3 separate regions of the Mus musculus genome follow, and all the other regions are linked to region 2. A link is a contact called in public HiChIP or PLAC-seq and promoter capture Hi-C data. All regions are on one chromosome and are shown on one strand. The core of a region is the stretch at or near the end of the contact, and the rest is flanking DNA. Distances in the headings are between cores, read along the strand shown.

What was found. Promoter capture Hi-C pulls out the DNA fragments that hold promoters and counts their contacts. HiChIP or PLAC-seq counts read pairs in DNA pulled down with a chosen protein or histone mark.
Region 1: a contact with region 2 is called in a promoter capture Hi-C map of hippocampal neurons, with 4 times the contacts expected there. The contact joins the promoter of Camkmt here to the promoter of Socs5 in region 2.
Region 3: a contact with region 2 is called in an H3K4me3 HiChIP or PLAC-seq map of stem cell-derived neural progenitor cells, with 10 times the contacts expected there. The contact joins the promoter of Plekhh2 here to the promoter of Socs5 in region 2. A contact is called at or near these places in 1 of 39 promoter capture datasets (liver) and 1 of 115 datasets of contacts at active chromatin or transcription factors (stem cell-derived neural progenitor cells).

The regions. Positions count from the first base shown.
Region 1 is chr17:85,087,891-85,092,399 of GRCm38.p6, reverse strand. Camkmt (calmodulin-lysine N-methyltransferase) reads right to left here and starts at 1,774. Exons shown (of 11, transcript NM_028576.3): 1 at 1,537-1,774. The coding sequence starts at 1,674. It overlaps Prepl (prolyl endopeptidase-like), which reads left to right and starts at 2,133. Exons shown (of 15, transcript NM_001163622.1): 1 at 2,133-2,294; 2 at 3,525-4,060. The coding sequence starts at 3,848.
Region 2 is chr17:87,106,044-87,110,078 of GRCm38.p6, reverse strand. It overlaps Socs5 (suppressor of cytokine signaling 5), which reads right to left and starts at 2,400. Exons shown (of 3, transcript NM_019654.2): 1 at 2,032-2,400. Gm30510 (a long non-coding RNA gene) reads left to right here and starts at 2,732. Exons shown (of 2, transcript XR_877091.1): 1 at 2,732-2,821.
Region 3 is chr17:84,509,988-84,514,233 of GRCm38.p6, reverse strand. It overlaps Plekhh2 (pleckstrin homology domain containing, family H (with MyTH4 domain) member 2), which reads right to left and starts at 2,339. Exons shown (of 30, transcript NM_177606.4): 1 at 2,270-2,339.

The DNA.
Region 1 (4,509 bases), core at 525-3,024, 2.0 Mb after region 2:
ACCCCTCCATGGCCTCTGCATCAGCTCCTGCCTCCAAGTTCCTACCCTGTGTGAGTTCCTGTCCTGACTTCTTTTGGTAATGAACAGCAATTTGGAAGTGTAAGCTGAATAAACCCTTTCCTCCCCAACTTGCTTCTTGGTCATGATGTTTTGTGCAGGAATAGAAACCCTAAGACACACCTAAAAAAATTTAAAAATAAAGTCTTACCTCTTACACTGTGAATTTTGGCTTGGCCATGCATCTTCCTTTAGCTAACGGTTTATGAGACGGCTCATAGTGATTATCAACTTGACAAGAACTGGAGGAACCGAAAGTCTCCACCTGTCTAGGAAGGGTTATCTACACTAGGTTAACCTCTTGGTATGTGTGTAATGGATTTTCCTAACTACAGTCACTGAGAGGAGACACACTCAATGTGGTATCGCCACATCACACACTGAGTCTTGAACTAAATAAAAAGGAGAACTGGAACTAACTCATATTCATCCATCGCTCTGTTCTTCCTGACTGCTCACACAATGCTCCAGGATCCTGAGCCTTGATTTTTCCTACTAAAGTCTGTACCGTCAAACTGTGTGCCAATACATACCCTTCCTTTCTTAAATTGCATTGCCTAGCATTTTTATCACAGTAATAATAGAAGCTAAGTAACATAGCATATTAACAGACATCATGTAAGCAGGGATTTGAAATGTGCCTCTTGCTCTTATACACTCTACCATAACTGGGAGAACATGCCAGCCAACTCTGAGAACTATGGGTATATAGACCAGGTACACAACCGTAAACCACTCAGGTTTTATCAAGAGACTACCAGGTGGTTCACAGACATTGCATGACATACGACATGTGGTTGTTAAAAAGCAATAACTAAGTAAAATAACAGACTAAGGACTCATTGCCCCCCGGCCACTGTCTTAGTTACTTTCCTATTGCTGTGAGGAGTCACAATGACTAAGAAAACTTATAAACACAGCAGCCTTCACTGGAGCGGTTTGGAAGACTGAAGTATCTGGATTCGTTGCTAAACCTTGGGCAGCGAGTATCCCAATAATGACTCCAAACTTAGTTTCACGTGGCGGGAAAAGGAGCAAGCAGTAGGTTTCCCTCTCTCCCTTTACTCTCCCATATACAAAACCAGGAAACGCGTGCAGAATCCCCATCCCATTAGTGAACCTCACGGATCTCCAGAGATGTGGGACCAAAAAGTGCACCCAGGTGACCAGGCTGGGAGTTAAGAAGCAAAAAATAAAATAAGGATGGAAAGGGGGCGGGAAAGAAGAGCAGCACACGGAGAAGACAGGCGGTCCCACCCACCAGACAGGCGAGCACAAGGATTTTCTGAGTTTCTGAGAGCTCGCTCTGGCTGTCCCGCTCTCCAGCCCCGCCAGAGTCTCTCCCATTTTTGGTGGGACAGCGGGACAGCGGAGATGAAGGAGCAAGGGGGCGCTTCTCGCTTGGCTCCCGACAAACGGGCTGCCTGCTACCTGCGAGGGGAGTGGCCACAGGCAGGGCAGGCGAGCGCTCGCCCTTACCTGTCGCAGAAGCTGCCACCGGACGGCCCCCTTGGGCGCCGAGACCAGCGAGCCCTGGCTGGCACTGCCCATCGCGGGACGCTTGCCCGCCTCTGCCTCAGTCTCTGCAGCCCCAGCGGCCGCGACCTGCGACTCCATCTCCAGAGCTGACTGGACCCGGAGGTTGCGTCCGCCACGGCTCTCCCCAGTCAGGACCTGCCAACTTCTTCCCTGTCAGGACCTGTGACGCCCGGCCTCTGGCCCACAGCTCTTCCGTGCACCCTCCCCGAATTCCGCATTTCCGGTATTAGCGTCTCCTTGGCAACCAAAGCAGCGGCGTCGCTTCATTGCACCACTTTTTCTGGTGGCCATCTTAAGTGAGGGCGAGCCGGAGTGGGAGGGGACTGTGGAATAGCTGCAGACAGGGCTTTCCTCGCTGTTTTCTTTTTTTCCTCACTTTGTCTCTTGCTCGCCGGAATACCAGAAAACCGAAATACAGTTGTCTCCTAAGATGAGTGAGTTCAGGAAGAGAAAAAGCCCACCACTGGCCATAATAAAGATGGCGAAATGCGCTTCCCTATCGGTCTGGGTTGGTGTTACGTAGACCGGCGTGCTGCAAACTAGCTCTGGGCGGCGCGAGGTAGGTTGTCTTTCTTGCTGGGTGCTGGAGGCTGGCTTCGGCTGGACAAGGCTGAGGTGACTGCAGCTCCTTCTGGAGAGCTTCGGTTTCTCGTATTTGTCTTCTCTACCTTCGCTCGTCCAGCTGTCTTTCGATTTGCGTACGTATGGAAGGGTTGCTGATGGTTCCCCTTTCCTAATTCCTCTGCCCACCTTCCAGCCATTCCTCACTTCCCTGGTCCCTTTTTTGATCCCTGTCTCTTCTGTACGTTCTGACCCGTACCATTCCCTCACGTCCTGTGAATACGACGTGTTCGGGATGCACAGTTGCACCGGGAAACGAGGAGGTGCTCCGGGAGCACCCATTTGCTTACTTACCCCACCAGTCTCCCTATCCTCGCACAGGGTCTTCTCAATGCAGATGGTGGATGAATGGGTTGGAGCTATGGGGACAGACTAAGCGATTTAAAAGCATTTTTCTTCTAGGCTACTGCTCCACTGGCCCATTATTTTGCTGCGACATAAGAGATTAAGGGGGGGAGGGGGCGTCATAGCTGGTCGGATCTATGGCAAAACTGACGCAGTGTTTCTGTGCTACCAAGGAACGTGTTAGAGAAGATTTCTCTCATTTTACACTCAACAGTGTTTAGCATAGCTAAATTATCCCTATGCTAATAATATTAACGACCTTTTGTTGAATGGTTACTATGTGCCAGGTACTTGGACTAAGTTCTTAAAATAAATTGTTTGGTTTTGTTACAAAACTACAACCGCAGAGATTAAGTGCTATGGTTAATTTCTGTTCCACAAGTGAAAAAATTGAATCCAGATGCAGTTAGTGTACAAGGCCCAAGACCTAAACCTGGGTCTGTAGTTATGGAAGTTAAAATGATCTTTACCTTCCAGAAGAAACCAAAAATGACTCGACATTTTATTTGTGCATCTTACAGTTGTTTTTAATTCATTATCCTTTTATGGTGAAATCCAATTGCTCCTCTAGGAGGAGGAGCCAGTCAGTTGGGCGGTTCACTGAATCAGTGAGTTGGGGGAGTGTCTCCAGCTCCCCAGAGCCACAGTTGGGCCACCTGGACAATGACCAGCTCTAGCTCACTCATCGAGTGCACACGCAGCTTAAACTAGACAGCTAGGTGAAAACTATGTGGCGCCTCGCCTCACTCAACAACTAAGCATCCCCCTTTTATGTCATGGTTTAGGCTTTTTCTAATTTGTCTTTCACATCCCAATGATATGCCCAGAATTATGTAAGATAAAAGCCATCTTGCTTTTGAACCCCCTCTGAGTACCTGAGATTCCCATTAAGTTCATTTACTCATTTGCAAATTATTTTATTTTGTTTGTTTTCTGTTTTGTTTTGTTTTGTTTTGTTTTAGTTTGTCCATACGTTCTCCAGAGTCACTGCTGCTTAGCTTGTCCCTAGGAAAACTGACTTTACAGATGACGTGTTTATTAAGTCCCGCCTGCCAAGAAGTATGATCTGAATGAACTTAACGCATACAAGGTTTTAAACGTGTTTAACCTAAGTTATCAGATGTCTACAGTAATTGGTAACCTAAGGGGCTCATGACGCCACAGGGGAGGGATGAGATGTGGGGACCTCAAATGCACTAAGATCCCATGACTGTATAATTATACGTATGAAATCATCCACGTGCTGGCAGCCCCTAAGGGAGCAAAAACCAGGGACTTTGCCACCATGCTGCAGACGGCCAAATTCTCTCTCCGAGCTTTGAAGCATAGTATTCCTCATCTTGGGAACTGCATGCAGAAACAGAGTTACCGTAACGTCGCTGGTCCTTATTACAGTAGAGTAAGATTGAAAAAGTACCACCTAACCAAGTGTCTGCAGAATAAACCCAGGATAGCAGGATTAGCAAGAAACATCCCAAGTCGGAGCTTCTCGTGTAAGGTATGGACTGTTCGAGTTAATCTGTTTGTAGGCCATTAATACTAATTGTAGTTCATAAATAATGGGTAAGGTATCCATTACTCATTTTCTCAGTAATTCTAATTTGGTTTTAAGATTTTTTTTTTTTAGGCTCAAATACCTGTAGTCAATATGAGTACAAAAGAATGTATGTGAACCTATAAAGCTGTAATGTATATAAAAATGCAGATTCATTGAAAACTGATTTGATCTCAAAACGTAATGCACCTGAAAATGTGTTTTCTAAAATTACTAAAATGTCAAATTACGCCTCTTCATAAACCTGATGATATGCTCCTTCTTGTATGAATCCCAGATTGGTAAGCCTCGGGAAATGCCACACAGTTGTGTGTTTTCTCTCTATACAAAGGAGTGAAAAGCTAGCGTACATTTTGGATGACACTTGTATTCCAAAAGGAAATAGTGACTGT
Region 2 (4,035 bases), core at 1,151-3,650:
CTCTTTGCAATGAGAAGAAACTTAGCATTTTCACTAATAATGCTAATAATTGTCTTTAACTTCAAATAAAAGCTTATGCAGTTCTGTATCACTTCGTGTAGAAAGCACTCAAAGTTCCCCATCATTACAACGGAACAGTATCACAATAACCCGGAAATCATTTATCGCTGGCACTAGGTGTCTTCAGAAACAATCACGATGGATGGGATAAAGTAGAAGACTAAGTGGACGCCACTCTAGCTAGGGTCAGGCCCTCCAATCCTGCTCCAAAGCAACCAGCAACTCAGTCCCTTCAGAAGCTCTGGGCCTCGATTCCCGATCCACAGGATAACCATCTCTACCTTCTACTCTTCCAGCTCGGAAAGAAATGACTCATCGGCCTCTCATTCTCTTTTTGTGAAAGTTATCACCATTACTTCACAGCCAGTAAACTGTTTTGCTGTAGGCCCACAATAGGAGACAGCCAGCCCACTCCCAACTGAAGAGGAAGGGAAAGCCCACCACTGCTGGCTCGCCAGAGATGATTCTCAAGGTGAATCATGCAGAAGCCATTATAATGTCAAAAGGTGTTATGTTTCAATATTTTAAGCTGCTGTTTTGTATGCCAGTACATTCTCCCTAAGGACAAACGGTAAAATTCAAGGACAATAAGAAGAAAAATATATAATTAACCACTACTTTTTCAAGAACTGGGAAGAACCATTAAAAATATTAGCACTTTTTTGCAGAAATGTTTTAATTAGCCAGCAAAGTAGCCTTCAGATTTTTTTTCCCCCTAAATGTTAAGGACTCCCTAATCAAGTGAGTTTTCATTTTGTAAGCCATAGGAAACTCAACAAATGTATGAAATTAGTAATACAGGTGTGAGTTTAACAGGAGACTACAGACTAGCTGTGCAATTCTCAGCTTACTCTTTCTAGTCCACAGACATGAAAAAGGTAACATCCCTGCAGGACAATCACAAAGGTGAACTCCAGACAACAGTCACCGCTTCCTGCTGTGTCTTCCTTCCGTTGCTAGGCCGATTTCAAAAAGGGACTATGAATCCGAGAGACTATTAAGATTAAAGTACGCATTTGACTAAATTCCCAACTGTTAGAACACTCGAGCTCATTTTAGCAGAGCCTTCTAACACCAGCATCTTTTTCATTTCATTCCTTAAAGAGAAACCATTTTTAAACTTCTATAGAACATGCAGTTCAATTTTACACGGCCCTGTAAAGAAACAGTTAAAAGCAAGCATGACTTAATCGTCTTCTAGGATAAATGTCAGTAAATCGTAATAGGACAGTCTAGCCTAGTGTTAACTTTGAAAGGAGCAGGCCTCCGGTGTAGATGAGAAGCTGCTGTAAGAATGTCAAGGTGTAGTTGGAAGAATGTCCAGGAGAACTGGTAACTGCCCAACCCCATCAAATATATACATACAATTTAAAATAAGGAATCACTGACGAAGTCCAGCAGCCAGCCACCTTTTGCTTGGAACACCAAAATAAAAAAATGCCAAAAGCTCGTGGCTGACCCCCATAGCCTTCAAAGTTGAGAACCAAACCAAGGGTATTCACGTTGTTCCTCAGCATCCTTCTGTCAATGCAACTCCCTCTCCACAAACTCACTCCGCTTCAGCTACTCGAATGCCCAAGTCCCAGCACCAAAGAACCATTTATTAAAAGCTCAAGGACTTGGAGCGGGGTCTTCCTTGCGGCCGCCTCCGCATCCTGTAATAACCACCCCAGGTTAAACCCCCCAGAGATGCTCCAGTCTTTTCCCGCATCCACGCTCCCCGGTCCTTCCTTCACGTCCCGGTAGACCTTTTATCGTCGCCCTTGAGGACCCTCAGGTCGGAGCTATGGAGCTCTTAGGTGACCTGCCTGGACCCCCTCTACCCTTGGCAGTGGGCACCGACGACCTCCCCCACCCAGTCTCGACCCACCACGACCCCGATGACGAATGCCCTCCTATCGGCCCCAGACGACCCCTTCTTCCCCTTAGGTGTCCCGACTCCCACCGAAAAGCAATTCCTCCGAGACGTACCGAGAGCCTACTGCGAGTAAGCTCCCACTACGCGCGGCGGCACCGTGCGCAGGGGCTCAACGCCCCGGCTTGTCTTCCTCTTCCCGGCGGATCCATCCCGGCCCGAGGGCCGTGCCGCCTGCGCCGAGGTGCGGAGGCGCCCACCGGAGGAGGACTGCGCCGGGGGAAAACGGGGACCCGGGCAAGGAGAGGCGGCCGCTTGAGGGCAGGCGCCGGGCGACCGCGGGGGACACTCAGCGGCCGGGACACGCGCGGCGGCCTCATCCAGGGCACCTGCGGCCAGGCAAGGATGGGCCGGGGCAGCGCAGTCAGCGACAGGGCGAGCGCGACCGCCCGCGCGTCCCGTCCTCCGCTCCTGCCGGGCCGGCGGCGCAGCCTCGCTTCCTCCGGACGGAGCCCGGGGACCCCAGCTCGGCCGGATGCCCCCGCCAGCCCCCACCCCTTCCCGGCCGCCTCCCCCTCGTCACCCTCTCCCCTCCCCCCGCCCCCCCAGCCCCCCACCGGAATGGAAAATACCTCCCGGGGTGGGGGGCGGGCTGGGCCACGCCTCTCTGAAGGGCAGCCTACCGTGACCAATGGCAGGCGGGGCTCCAGGTGGGCGGGACTCCCGGCGGCCAATCCAGAGGCGGGTAGGTGAAGGCCGGAGGAGGGAGGCTGGGAGCTAAAGAGGGGAGGCCGGCGAGTTAAGGAGGTCCGGCCGCGCTGGTGCGTGCTGTGCGCGGCTGCCATTTTGGAGTCGGGCAGCTGAGACAAGCGGCCGGGTTCGGCCGAAGAGGGAGGAGCCAGTCAGGTGGGAGAGAGGCTGACACGTGGGCGGGGTGGGCGGGGCCAAGCGGGCTCGGACTGGAGGGGAGGGGGAGAGGCCCGGGAGGCTAGGAGGCTGGAGAGGGTCACGTGGCCGTGGAACGGGCTAGGGGTGGGCGCTCGGGTGGAAGGTCAACCCGAGGTGCGGGTGGGGAGTAGCTTTGTTCCTTTGGGCTCCGTTAGGGAGACCAAGGGGAAAATGCTGAATGGAGGTTGCGAGTGCCGGGTAGGAAAAAAATGTGAATGAGTCTCCCTAGCTCCCTTCAGCATGGAGCCATCCGAGTCACTGAATTCCAATATTCAACGGGAAACCGGGCACCTCATTGAATTCAACTCTTCCTATCCAGGCTCTCAGCTGCCACGAAGATGAGTCATACACGAGGGGAGGGGTGTTGTCGCTTCCTCTCTTTGCTTGCATTTTATGTGGATCGCCCCGGCCGTGGAAATGACAGCAAGGACAGAGAAGTGAATGGGGGGTTGTGATACCCGCGAGACTCCTCAGCTGCCCCTTTAGAACCGTGGTTACCACCGCTTCTTGGCCTTTTGGCTAAGATCAAGTGTAGAACCGTGGTTACCACTCGTAAGCTAACTGGCCACTTCTTAGACATACTACTTTCCGGTGCTCAGACAAAAAGACTTGTTTACTTCATGATTCAAATACAGTAGTCTGTTCCCCCTGCGTATCTCCCCAAAGTGGTCCTTCTATCAGCGGCATACACATAGGGTCACACACACCTTAGTCCGGTTTGTTTGAAACAGTCTCACTGTATAGCCTAGCATGATTTGGAACGCAATATGTAGCCCAAGCTGTCTTCTAGGTAATGGTGCTCCTACTTCAACCTGCTGAATATTGAGATTTTTGACCACCTTTAGTCTTTAATGCTTTGCAGTGGGACCGGCAGACTACCTTTTTCTTGAAGGCTTTTCTTAGACTCTTTTCAGCCCCACCCTACCTTTCTTAACATTGTACACCCTCAGATTGCTTTCTCAGTTATTTTTCAACTGTCTGTTCTCTTTGACTCCTTGAGAGTAGCAGGTTCTGGCCCTCAGCCCTCTTATTTGGAAGGCACACAGTGCACAGGAGATGATCTAGCCATTCAGATAGAATCACGGATGGACGTCCGGCGTCCGGTCAGTGAGGGCCAGATCTGCATTCCTAAGCAGCTTTTAGCCGCTCTACTTGTCTATTGGAGTAAGTTC
Region 3 (4,246 bases), core at 1,090-3,589, 2.6 Mb after region 2:
GCGATTTAGAGACCAGCAATACTGAGGTAAATTTTACTGGGAATATGTCCTCAGAGTCAGCGCACAGAAGCTGTGGTCCAGAGAAAGCCAAGGCTGCATCTCATGCTGGCGGACAAACTTGGTAATGTATAGAGTCACCCAGATGGTTTTGAAGGCATGAAGGTGTCAGGGTGAACAGCTGAGCCTTGTGCAGTAGAAGCACAAGGACTGAAGTGTTCTTGGGGACAAGTTGGGTGAGGTCTGGCACGACGCGGTTGCTGCAGCAGGATCTTGGAGAGAGCGGTACTAAGGGGTAACCACCAAGGAACAGCAGCAGCTATGGGGTGAACTGGCCCGAGACGGGCTTCGTGTGGTGTGCTACTTATAACTACAGTTTTGCTACTGTTATGAATCATAACATACATGTGTTTTCTGATTGTTTTAAGTGACCTCTGAGAAAGGGTTATTCTACTCCAAAAAGGTCTCGACCCACAGGTTGAGAAGCACTGGACTAGAGTTTCTTAGTGGGCAGGAAGACACTATTCTCTAACTGGATAGTGATAACTGCGCAAATATGCCCCAATCCCCTGTCAAAGGGTCGATTTTATGATTTGTGAATTATATCCCAATTAAAAAGAATATATACAAACAAAAATGGATATATACTAAGAACACATTTACAGATTTAACCATTTATTATTAGTTGTTATCCCTGCCAGGAATCTCACCAATAACTCAAATAATAGAGAAGTAACTGTTAACCCCAACTACGAAAAGTACAGTACATATCTCTTACACTTTGCCAGGTAGAGATACCTAGGTAACAATACAAGAAAATTCAAAGTTAACTACATCTATTTGTCTTTAGTTGTTGTAATTATACATTTTTATGATGAAGTAGAAAAGCTTAAAGATGACCAAACATGCATCTGACATCTTTGGTGCCCAACAACCAGGTCATAATAAAAAGAAATTCAAGACTTCAGTTTGGTTTTGTGATAGCTCAAGGTCCAGACAAGAGGCGTCCTGGGTCCCTCTGTAATTCTGTATCTAGGTAGAAGGCAGCTGTAACCCAGCAGAGCTCCACCTTGGCTGGCTAAGAATGGGAATTCTCAACACTTTCAACGTCCCTAGTGACAGGACTGTATGGCTTCCACTTCTAAAAATGTCCTCTCTAAGTTTTGAACTCTAAGGGGATCTACCTTCTCTGCAGGGGGCAGACAAAAACTGAGGTTTTCCAAAGACTTCCAGTGACTTCGGAAATATTTACTGGCACAAAATAAACTGTTTATAGTTGTGGAGTGAACGCTCTTTTCTCTGAATCTCTGACTTCCTGTTTCTTTTCCAGCTCCTAAAAGGGGGTGGGAGAGGTTTGAAAAGACTAAAGTCCTGGGAAGGGAGGAAGGGAGAGAGGGAAAGAGCGAGGGAGGGAAGAAGGAAAGTTACTACCTAGACTCACACTGATGGAATTTAGATAATCCCCTAAAGCCTATATATTCTTTAGAACAGTTGGGTTGTAGGTTATGTCCTGCCTACCCCCAATGCAGAAAAGATGTCTTTAACTAGGCTGAAGCATGCTTGTTCAAAGAACCTTAGCACCTAGCCCTACTTGGGGCATGCCTGCCCTTCAGCGGCACTGCCCAGAACAGCCTTCTCCTCCACACTCCTCCTGGACACACACACACAGCCTATGAGGTCCAGGCTTGCAAAGACTGGAACTTTCACAAAGAAGCCAGTGACCCTCAGGTAGCCGGGCTAGAGGAGAGTTTTTGCAAGGCAGGGTGCCTCAACTCCTCCGGGGACAGATTCGTTTCGGGGTATGTCACCTTAGGGCGCTCTGGCGTCGGGCGGTCGGGCAAGCAGAGGTGTTAAAAATGAAAAGCTGGAGAACTGTGGTCCCGGGGTCCCCTCAAAGCACGGCTCATCAGAAGCGCAGGCCGAACTGTTGCATCGCCGATGGGACCCAAGGCGCGCGGGGACGCGGGGCTGCCCCGCAGCTCCCCTACCCGACGACCCCCAGCGGTACCACAAGCCAGGGGCCCTGCTTTTCTAACAGAACGTCACAGGAGCCCGAGGAACGTAGAGCCGTCCCCAGCCAGCTCCTGCGGGCGACCCGGGACCCGGCCGAGCCAGGGCGCGAGGCGTCCTGCGCTGCATCCCTGTCCCACTCCGCCGACCCCGCCGACCCCTTCCTCGCCGGCAACCCAGGACGCCCTGGTTCCCGGGGTAAGGAACCCGGGAGGCTCGGTCCCCGAGGACGCTGGACCCCGCGCTCTGCCCACCTGCCTACCTCTGCGGCGGCGCCTGATGTTCCGGCTCGCCAGTCACCCGGCTCCGCCGGCTTCCCCGGCTCTCAGCCCGCGCCGACCGCACTCGGAGCTCCGAGCGGCCGGGACAGCGCCGCCTCCTGCGGGATTGGCGGCCGGAGTAGCTAATCGGAAGACGCAGCCGACCACCTGGCGTCACTGGAGGAGGTGTTTATAACTCTAGCTCCTCCCGGTGCCCCTCGGAGTAAAGAGCCCTGACCCAAGAGGTATTCCCACTGCCTTCCCCACACCTAGATTTTAAGGCCTGATGAAGCACTTAGTCACCTCTTTTCCATTCCTTTTGCCTCGATTGGACCTATGGACCATCCTGTTGCATTGTCTCTAGGCGTGAACTCTCTCCTCTGGCCAGTCTGTCTTTCTACATTAACTAGTGTAAGTGTGCACTTTGCCAAGGCCTTTATTGTCTTCCAGGTTGGGTTTAAATGGCCAAGAACGGATTCCGTGTGTAGCCTGAAAAACCTCCCTCGTAGTTGTGCAAGTTTAGTTTTTACAGCTGCTGCTCACACCTCGGGTGACTGTGGTCTGAGGTCTGAGGAATCCAGCTGGGAGCATTGACATGCTGTTTCCTTCCCACCTTTAAAAGTTCTATCTCTCCTCTCAGCCCAGTGAGTCTCCAGACTGCCCCACATAGTGGAAACCTCTGCTCCCGTTTTTTGCCCTCAGAACGTCCGGTTTTTTGCCTCTCTTGGAGTGAGTGCACACGTTTGCCTGACCTACTATTGCCACTGTAGGCCAGCAAGCATTTCAAAGGGAGGAGCTGTTATGTTCTTTTGCAAATCGCACAAAAGCATATTGCGTGAGCACATGAATGATAAATCTGGTTGGATTTCACATCCCAAGCAGGGGCCTAAAGAGGCCAGTCTTGGGAGTTGTTAAGGGACCAGAGAGAGGGGAGAGGGAGGAGAGGGGAGGGAAGGGGAGGGAAGGGGAGGGGAGTGGGAGGAGAGGGACAAATTCTGGATGTTAGAGGTAATCCTTCCCCAGGTCATCAAACTAGGTCAGACAAATTGCTCTCTTTGATACACAGTTCACTAATAGAAGGCATCAGAAGGCTTTTCCCACTTCAGTCTTTTTACAAAAGAAAAAGCCAACCTTATATATATATATAAAAAATACTAAAGTGATAAATTTTGCAAAGTTCCTTAGAGGGAAAGCCCTAAGTGAAAACAAATAAGGCCAGCAAGCAAGCACCAGGCGTCCATGTTTCTTCCAGATGAGCACTAATTTTGGACTGGATCCCAGACAACCCCCACACATCAAATTCTTTCTGCCTTCTGTGGGAGCTGATGATGCATAGCATATGAAAAATTGTCTCCAAACAGCCTTGGCAAACAAGCAGGCTGGACTGGGCTCATTTTACAGAGCATGCGGGAGTTAAATCAACAGTTAAAGTAACTTGCATAATTTAGCACAGCAAGTCAGCAGAGACCCAACAAGAGAAAGACGGAGGATGCCAAAATAGAATCACTTCCGTTTGTGAGTCAGAAACACTAAATAGACTAGTGAGCTGAGTGAATACGTTCAGTCATAAAAAGCAGCTTTCTCAACATGACTGCCATCTTTGTAAGGCTCAGCCAATATTTACTTACAGTCACCTTTTTCTAGAAACATGACAAACTGAATTTGGCTATGATTTTTTTTAAAGGTGCAGTAGCTTCCTTTTTCTGGCCGTAGAAAACAAAACCAAAGCAAACAACCAAAAACCCCAAGCTCCACATGATAGGATGGAATAGTATTCAGAGCTAAAAAGAGGTGGAAGCTGGGCGGCCCGGACCTAAAAGGATCAAGCTCATTGTCAGCTACATAGTGAACCTGAGGTTCGAGAGACTGAAAGACAGACAGGGTGAGACTGAAAGACAGACAGGGTGAGACTGAAAGACAGACAGGGTGATGAGGGAGAGAAATCAAGCTACGGGTTGAATAAGCCTTGGAAAATACAC